Linked DNA regions of Sander lucioperca: region 1 is linked to region 2. A link is a contact called in public Hi-C data. All regions are on one chromosome and are shown on one strand. Each heading gives the region's core, a stretch centred on a gene start, on an enhancer-like site or on the middle of the called end of the contact. The rest is flanking DNA. Distances are from core to core; before and after follow the strand shown.

Region 1 (5,090 bases), core at 611-3,110, 250 kb after region 2:
ATAAAAATGTCAAAACATGGTGAAAAATGTGGATCAGTGTTTCCCAAAGCCTAAGATGACATCCTCAAATGTCTGGTTTTGTCCAAAACTCAAAGATATTCAGTTTACTGTCACAGAGGAGAGAAAAAACTAGAAGATATTCACATTTAACAAGCTGGAATCAGAGAAATATTATTTTTTTATAAAAAAATGACTCAAACGATTAATCGATTATCAAAATAGTTGCCGATTAATTTAATAGTTGACAACTAATCGATTAATCGATTCATCGTTGCACCTCTAGTGGCAAGGGGGCCTGGCGCGGGACAGTCACAGACTGATGGCAGCATTAATGTAGAGCCAAATAGTTTCTGTGATGACGGAATCATCGAAGGAGTCGCCAAATTGAGAATTTAAAAAAAGCTATAAGACAGACTCCATAGGGTCCAACATTAAGTCAGTGCTAAACTCTAACTGGAGATTTAAAAATATGATATTCCAAAAAGGAGCTGACCCACTGAAACTGTATTTTAAAAAAAAACATCTAAAAATAGATAAAAAAAAAAAAGAATTCCCAGTGGATTAGGCCTGGTTGGGGGGGGGGGGGGGGGTAATATAGCCTACCATATCTATACTGTATATAAGAAACTTTGAAAACAAAAAAAAATTATTATTTAAGGCTGGTTTCAGGGATGTGACTAAGAAAAAGAAGACAAAAGAAGAACAAACAATGGAATGGAACAAGAAAAGTTGAATTAGTGAAAAATAAGAAGTCAAGGGTGATATTTTCTGTTAGAGACTGAGAAGACAAAGAAGGAAAGCTGATTGAAAAATAGTATGGGTTTAATCCAGCTGTTGCAGATCACGAAGCTAAAGTGTTAAGAGTCTCTGAATTGGACAGATAATTTCATTTGCATGCAGTTGTTTGACAATGAAATAGGACTTCCCTTCCCTGCGAACACTTAAGCAGGTGTTCAAATAACTGAGTTTAGCAACTCCTTTTCAAAAACAGCGAGCCCGGACCAGTCTCTACTTTCGGTCTGCTAACATGTTCTCGACAATACAACCAAAACACAGCAGGAGAGCACAGCACAGGAATGTTTTTTGCACGATAGTAGTTTAGTTCCATAAGACGCTTGTTTTAGCAAACTAACAATGCGCAAATGTTACACACATTAATAATAACATAGGTATGGCAATACGAGACTAAATAACAATTAAATTAACATTACATGTTACACTTTTGTTAACGTAGCAACAGCTAAAACACACGCTCGCATAAACGTACTAAATTCAAAGTGTTAGGTGGGAGTTTTAAAACGTTAGCTTTAGGCTGGAACCTGTTCTTGTGTCAATTAAGATGACGTTATTAGTATACCCTTGGCGTTAAATGTCAAATCACAGCCATATCAGCCAAGCTAGCGTTAACCTTTATTACCAAAAGCTTCCTTTAGCGAACCCACGGCATTCCGACACGTTGTCTCATCATCACCGAGTGCTCCAAACTCTGTATATTAAGCCTTATTTTACCACCAAAACAATCCAACGCTGACGTTTGCTGGCTAGCTTTAAGTTCATGTTAGCTGAGTGACGCTGCTAGCCTCTGCCAGCTAATTTCGCTGACCAAAACAGCTGGTTTAACAACAGTGCTTTCTCTGGGGTTTCTTACACAACACAACCAAGCTGCATACTCACATGGGGCACCCACCGGGGGCGAAAGCAAAAACACACGCTGAGTACTAACAGGCGATAGGAAAAGTATTCCTGGTCCTAGTTTTTGCCGGATGCTGATGTATCCACTAGCCAAGCATCAACCATTGGTGGGCAGCTGCGCACTGAGTTCTTGTTTGCACTCGAAAGCCATTAGGAGGTTTCTGGAAAAATGTAGGGAACTTCGAAGTGTACTAGGAGCAAACGATCTTCTCGAAGTCTATATGGAGTGGTACAGTAGCTTATTTTTATATTATTCTAGTAGTTTTTTCTCGTAATTGTATTAGAAGCCTATCATCCTGTAGTCTCATTTTAAGGGGTCTAGTAAAAATAAGGACAAAGAGATACATTTGTGGCGAGGTGTGATAATACAGTTCAATATAGAACAGTCAAAACTAATTCATAAAGGCTATTGAAAAAAACGGAACAACTGAATCAATATTCCATTTTTGACAGTTATAATTGTGAATAAATAAAACACCCTTAGTGTCACTTTTTCAGTTTATATGTAGGCATTTTGCCAAATTAGACCTATTAATGTTACATTATAGCCTATAGGCTACTAAAAAGACCCAAATGATGAATAATAGTTTTAAACAACTGCTTAAATCTGTATGAAAGGATCAATAGCAGAAGGATCAATAGCAGAAGGTAAGGTATACACACTACTGGTCAAAAGTTTGGGGTCACTTAGACATTTCCATTCCACTCCATTATAGACAGAATACCAGCTGAGATCAGTTGCATTGTTTTTTTTTAATCAGTGCAGCAGTTTTCAGATTACATTATGTACTTACATAATTGCAAAAGGGTTGTTGACTGTTGTAGAAAGAAGTGGCTGATCTTTAATGCAATATCTACATTGCCCATTATCAGCAACCATTCATCCAATGTTCCAAAGGCATATTCTGTTTACTAATCTGATATCATTTTAAAAGGCTAACTGAGAAAACATTGGAGAACCCTTTTGCAATTATGTAAGCACATAATGTAATCTGAAAACTGCTGCCCTGGTTAAAAAAACAATGCAACTGATCTCAGCTGGTATTCTGTCTATAATGGAGTGGAATGGAAATTTTTAAGTGACCCCAAACTTTTGACCGCTAGTGTATATATACTGTATATCTCTTAATCAAAAATAATATTCCGGTTTGTCATTCAAGTTTTAATAATCCCAGTTATGGCAGTATGACAAGGTCTTTGCCACACACAAAACATGATCAGAATGGAGGAGGTGGAGGGAGGTGGATGCCAAGAAGAAAAGCTAAAAGAGGAAAGAACTAGAGTGCTCTCCGAAATTACAAGCCATTAAGATGGTCGTAGTTTCCCTCTGCTGTTCGGAAGTGCATTACATGACACAGTGCATCAGGGTCAATCCATAAATATCTTTCCCTCTCACTTAATTAGATTTGCTCCAACAACTGATGCCTTGTTCAGATTGTGTTCCACATCTGTGTCCGAACTGTAACACTATCATAGAGATCGTCATATTGAATAGTAATAGTTTTACTGAAGTAATGAAAGAGAGATCATTTTGAAAAAGTATATACTAAAGGGACGTCTAATGCCTAAGGAAAATAGATAAGTAAGTGTACAACAAGAACCTTACAACCTTCATAAATCATTTGTACAGTACACATGTGAATATACAGTATACAGAGCACATGTAAAAAATCCAATTAAATTGAAGGTTTTATATGTGACATGTATTTGCGATACTCTTTCTCAAACTAAACTGAAACACATTGTTAGGTTGGAAACTAGTTTTATTTTCATTCATTTTCATTTAAATGTGTTGTCTTTTCTTCAGACAAAAAGAAATGACTTTATGTTCCCACTAGAAAGACTCCACTCAGATAACTGGAAATTATGAATTGTTCAGTTAGAGTTTGATGTTAGATGAGATATTATCATGCTCTAACGCACAAATATTTTATCATACAACAGTGATGTTTCCTACGGTGGCCGACAGGGGCAAACGCCCTGCAACTTAAGAAAACACACGCAAATAGACAAAACACAAGCAAATTAAGAAAACAACTTCATTAATTTGACAACACATGTGCAGCATTCAGCAAACGCGCTGCAAATACCACAACACAACCAAATACATAAACGCACTGCAAATATGAAACGATGCAAAAAGAAAAGCATGCAAACCCCGAAAAAAGAAGCGATGCAAAAAGAAAAACAACTTCATTAATTTGACAACACATGCGCAGCATTCAGCAAACGCACTGCAAATATCACAACACAACCAAATACATAAACGCACTGCAAATACACACAACACAACCAAATAGATAAACGCGCTGCAAATATGAAACGATACAAAAAGAAAAGCACACAAACCCCGAAAATAAATGCAACAAAAAAACGCTGCATCCAGATTACACAACGGAAGTTCTCCAGGCCTCTAGAGGGAGCAACTAGTGGAACAGCTGGATTTTCGACCGTTATTAACCAATATTAAATTCATATTATTATTATTATTATTATTATTATTATTATTATTAATAACATAATATATTATTAATATACAGTCTATGCTCCCGTCTCATGCCCTCCCGGCTGGTGCCATCCCGAGCTTCGGCTTTTCAAAATAAAAGCTCGCGTCTGGTCCGCTATGTGTTTGTACTTTGGTGTGTTGGATGTTTGTGAACTAAACAGTATGGCAATCATGCTAATGAATACAATAACTTTTTCAGCAGATGTCTTACTTACAACTCGTTGGAGTTAGCAAAGCAGGTTTGTGTTTATATGTGCGGGCGGGATTTATTCAGTTTGATAAATCCCACGGTAAATTGGCTGGTTTACTAAACAGGGAGGGACTATAAATCCTGTCTGTTTTTTGTATTTCAAGAGCGACTTGCTCCACAATATGAATACAGATTGATCACTTATTTTGTTGGTAACCGTTGTTGTATAATCACAGTATTACACTTGAGGAGGCCTACATTTCAGTAATTTCGGACCTCGAAATTAAACCCTCTCATGTGGCTTAAACAAACGTCAACGTTAAACACTGATGCAGTTTTAAATGTTTTATCACCACGAGTTTACAGACATCTCTGCTGATTGAGTATCAGCTGTGACCTGAGCCAAGACACACCCACCAAACGAGAGAAAACAGATCTCAAACATAGATTTAATATTTACAGTCTCTCTCTGCGTTTTTTTGTTGCATTTGTTTTCTGGGTTAGTGTGCTTTTCTTTTTGCATCGTTTCATATTTGCAGCGCGTTTATCTATTTGGTTGTGTTGTGATATTTGCAGTGCGTTTGCTGAATGCTGCGCATGTGTTGTCAAATTAATGAAGTTGTTTTTCTTTTTGCATCGCTTCTTTTTTCGGGGTTTGCGTGCTTTTCTTTTTGCATCGTTTTTTATTTGCAGTGCGTTTAT
Region 2 (4,868 bases), core at 191-2,690:
ATACCAATGACGAATATGACTTAGAGAAAAGTTGGGAGTTCAAAGACGTTTGGCGTAGTTTTTGCATAGAATATGGTCTCGGACGTCCCCCCATCCTCCATTCTTCATGTGCGCCTTGTGCTCCACTCCTTCTGCACCATTAAGGACAAGAGACGGCGGAAAGAGGCCGTTGTTGGCCGCTAGAAGGCTCTCCTCTACTTTCTGTGAGGCCCATTCTGGCCTGCAGTTCTCCTTCTGGTGAAGGCCACAGTCTCCCGTGTGGAGAACCCTGGAGCCCTGTGCCACGAGCACTTTGACGGGCTTTGATATGCAGGTTCCCGACAGGTGCTGCAGCGTCCAGTCCCAGTTGTAGTCGTCGTAGGTGCAGAATTCGTTGTTGCAGCCCATCAGTTTGTAGTACATCTCCCTGGAGATGGCCATGCCTATGTTGTGTTTAGTGGACATCCACCCAGTGGTCAACACCTTATTGGAAAGTGTGGTGAAATCTGTCAGTCCATTGTGGTTACCTAAGGACAGCATGTCACAATCCGGGCAGCTGCTCTTCCTGAACTCCATCATTGATTTATAGAAATGGAAAAAGTCCGGTAAGATGTAGTTGTCCTCCTCCAGAAAGACTACAAAGCCACTGTAGCCCTGCATCGCCTGCACTCGCTCCCACACAAAGTGCAATTTCCACCACCAGTGGTGTTTTGTCTGAGTGATGAACGCCTCCCTGTAGTGTCCATACGAGTCCGGGTGCTCTGCGTTCAGGCATCCTGTTTTGAGAGCGTTGTCCTTGGATATGTCTCGAGGGCAGTCCCGCGGATCCTTTCCAGGAAACTCATCGGGATACAGCTGAGTGCTGAAGGGGAAATAAATTTGCAGGACTTTGCAGAAAGTTATCCCTTGCACAATGGCGTTCATTTTCTCTGAAAAGTAGTCATGGCTAAAGATGAGGAGAAAGCTGTGGACTTCAGCCGCTTTCTCCAGTGACTTGATGAGCAGTCTGAGGTATTCAGGCCTGTTGTGGACCTGCACAACCAGCACCAGTCTAGGCTCCCCTGGGAACCTATCCGCATTGTGAACACACTGCCTGTAATTGGCATTGTAAACGGACTTTGTCAACTCCGCAAGCGAGCCGAAGTTAAACTTCGCCATGGCACCAGAGCGCGTGCACTGATTAACCTGAACGGCGTTATTATTATTATTAAGTCCAGTTGCGTCATTATCGGAAACTAATAACACACGTGTTGTAAACAGGAGAGTCACAAGTACAAAGGAAACACCCAACAGCGCGAGCAGATTCCTTTTGAGCAGCCGAAACCTCATTTTTATTTTTTTCAGAAAAGTAAAAACAGACTTTGGAACACAACGGCAACAGCTTTCATTCACCTTATCGCATTCGCCGTCATTGTAAACTTCGTTTGCAACGCTGTTTCCTCCTAACTCCCAACTTGAATGAACAAGTCCAACGTCGCGCGACTTTAACCCAAATGTCAAACGTTTGCTGATGGCTGCCTTTCCTCGCGCAGGACCGTCTTTCCGCTTGAAAAGCGTGCTATTTGCCACAACAGTCGCTTCAACCTCTTGTATTGGCCACCTGTGGGAAAAAGCAGAACAAAGCGAACGGTGTAAGCAGTGTAGCCTATACAAGTCATGTGTTAATTTGGCGTTGAAAAAAAAAGAAGCTATGTCACCGCTGTTAGCTAATTTTGACTTACCCAAACTAGGTGCAATGTGTCAACACGCTCATACCAGGAAGAGGATGATGGGACCATGATACATCTTGGGTACAATTTTATTGACTGCTGACGTGTACAATCCAGCCAACGGGGGGAGAGACTGAGCTCCTGCTCAACGAATCATTGTCTTACCTATAGTTGTGTGCAGCTGTGTAATGTGAGACGGATATGTAAAGCAGGCACTATTTGACTAGTGAACACTGAACAGTAGGCACATCTCTAGAAAATGATCACCTTTTACGGCAATAACATTGGACCATTTTCTTGTTAGTCTACAGTATCACAAGTAATTAGTGAGCACTGAGCAGTGGTGGAATGTAACTGAGTACATCTACTCAAGTACTGTCCTTAAGTAGCCTGCAATTGTTCTTTTCATGCCACCTTCTACTTCTACTCCACTACATTTCAGAGAGGAATATTGTACAGCTTTATACTAGTTACTTTACATATTAAGATTTTTGCACACAAAACACAATGTAGTTTATAAAATATGATTTTTTTTTTTAAATATAAATGAAACTGCCCAACAATAAATAGACCTACAAGTCCAACTGAAAGGATTAGCCAATCAGATCGTTTCCAGTCTCTAAAATGTCAGGATTTTTCTGCATCGAGTGCTTTTACTTTTAATACTTTAAGTACATTTTCCTGAATGGTACTTACATACTTTGACTTAAGTAACATTTTCAATGCAGGACTTTTACTTGTAACAGAGTATTTGTACAGTGTGGTATTTGTACTTTTGCTTAAGTAAATTATCTGAATACTTCTTCCACCTTTGTTAGTGAGTGTGTAATTTTTTTTTCTCTCCTTTTCGGCCTACTAGTCTCCTGCATGGCATTCAAACAAGATTTAAAGATATAGTAGGCTAGTATATAGGCGTAGTAGCGTAGTAGCGTTCTGATTCTGATTCTGATTCTGATTCTTCTAGTAGAAATAAGATTTTCAGTTTTGACAATGTTGCACTGCTATAAAAAAAAAATACAATTAACAAAATATAATAAGAACGAAATGTATAAAAGGATTAGTGTTTTTGGAAGGAAATATACTGGACTTTATGGGGAAACACTTTTTTCCTCCGACTGTTCAGGTTTGACTGGTTGAGTTGGAATTGTTTTACGTTAAAATCTCACCCAAACACATAACAAAGGGTGTAATACTTGAAACTACAAGACAGGAAACGTGATACCCTTGATAGTGGCGGGGGGAGGGGGGTGCATAACAACAGGAGAAGGAACAAGAGATGCAGGGACTGGTGTCAGATACTGGGACAGTGTGCTTAAATAGGACACTGTAGCGTTGGAGAATACCTGTGCTGTTTGTTACGCTATGCTAAACCCCTTGTCAACAATATTTCCAAATCACTCCAAAAATTGGATATATAAGTAATATTTGTTTTCCTCAATCACATGTCTGTCACATGTCTGTCACATGACACAGGCTGCATGGGAAGTTTGAATACAGCAGTCCATTCATGTCAATGTTCCGTTTTTATTTTTTTAATCTTTGGATTGCTGTGGTATAAAACCATAGACTGTACAGTCTATGTATAAAATACACAAATTGTACTGGTGAATGAAGCCCTACATCAAATGATGTGGGAGACAGATATAACGCTCTATTGAAAAATGCACCTTGCCAGTTTATGGTGTTAACATTGAGCACCAAAATATCAAAATTGGGTCAGACCCTAAAGTCTAGAAGTCTTTATTTATTTATTTTTTTTTTTGCAAAAAATTGCAAGTAGTGGGCTGTTTTTAAATGTGACATGTTCTCTTTATCATCCCCCGCAGGCTGTCATGCTCCACTCATGGTTAATGAAGACGTCCCGCCTGTAGGCCTGTTGTTGCTGAAGCTGCTGGACCACTTCTTCCAGATAACGCAAACAGCCTGGCTGTGTGAGCCACTGAGATAAACTGTCCCACTGCCTAAAATAATTCCACGGAATCTGCAATTTTCAGGAAATAGTGAGTAGGCAAAAACCAGTGGTGGAATGTAACTCTAATGGCGATTTGTCCTCAGATTGAAAATCAAACGCCACGAGGCACCGAAGGAGTGAATTTTTATGTCTTATACAAACTATCTATCCTCAGCCATTGGTTGACCCCTCCCCCCCCCTTTTTTTTTTCTTTACTCTTTATTTATTTATTGTATTTTATTATCTGTGTACTTACTTATTCTTTAATTACCTATTCAATTTTCTTTTCCTTTACCTGTCAGTGCAATCCTGTGCATCACAATGAATAGGACACAGGGACGGGCCGAGAGGGAGGGGGGGGGGGATGGGTGTAAGTTAGATGGATGGAAGATACATGTTTAGTATCTGGTTAAAGAGGAAGATTAAGAGGGGTGGGATATGTTATGTGCACCGTTTAAAAACAAGAAAAATGTCAAACCTGCTACTTTTGGGCATTCCCAATACAGCCTGTAATACTTTTTGAGGTTTGATCAATAAACGTATTTGGGAAAAAAAAAGAAAAAAAAAGTTTGTGGACAGATATGTCATAGACAACAGAATTACTGAGCAGTTTTAGTGTTTGAGTATACTGCAATTTTAAAGAGTAAAAGCAATTTTAAATTTTGACCCAGAAAAGACAAACAAAAAGTTGCATGGTCGACGGGAAGACAGCACAAGGGTTAAACCATTTGCATCAAAAGTGCTGTTTTAGTATTTCTATGTTGAAAGCTGAGTGACCTTGCAAAAAGCACAGGATGCCCTGAAGGCAGAGCACATAACGTGGAGGAGATGCCGAGCCTGACCAGAGAAAAGAAGAAAGCTACTGACTGTGCGAACCGTATAACTAACTTGACCCCCTACTCCTTTAAAAAGCCATTGTTGAGGTCACTCGTCAGTCATTTTCTGTACTTACACTGAGTGCTGTAAACTGACTCTAAAGTAAAGTAAGCTTAAAGAAACAACTCCAGTGATTTTGTCCATTCTTTGATAACTAATTCCAGTGACAGTTTCCTAATAATTTCCTGGAAAGGAACTGACATATAACCATAATTACCAGAAGTGGTAGTCTGATACTAATTCTAATGGGAAATAGAGACAATGTTGAATAAGTACACTTCCAGGGGCGTCGCTGTGGTTCAAGGACTACCGTGTAAACCGCTACATGTCCGGTTGAAATACAGCCGGGGAGT

The links. A called contact is a pair of places that touch in the nucleus more often than the background predicts.
Region 1: a contact with region 2 is called in a Hi-C map of liver, with 4 times the contacts expected there. The contact joins the promoter of disp1 here to the promoter of LOC116047014 in region 2. A contact is called at or near these places in 2 of 2 Hi-C or Micro-C datasets (liver and muscle).

What each region holds. Positions count from the first base shown.
Region 1 is chr9:15,103,922-15,109,011 of SLUC_FBN_1.2, forward strand. It overlaps disp1 (protein dispatched homolog 1), which reads right to left and starts at 1,861. Exons shown (of 13, transcript XR_004104289.2): 1 at 1,675-1,861.
Region 2 is chr9:14,852,948-14,857,815 of SLUC_FBN_1.2, forward strand. LOC116047014 (alpha-1,6-mannosyl-glycoprotein 2-beta-N-acetylglucosaminyltransferase) reads right to left here and starts at 1,441. Exons shown (of 1, transcript XM_031295500.2): 1 at 1-1,441. The coding sequence starts at 1,308. The coding sequence ends at 40.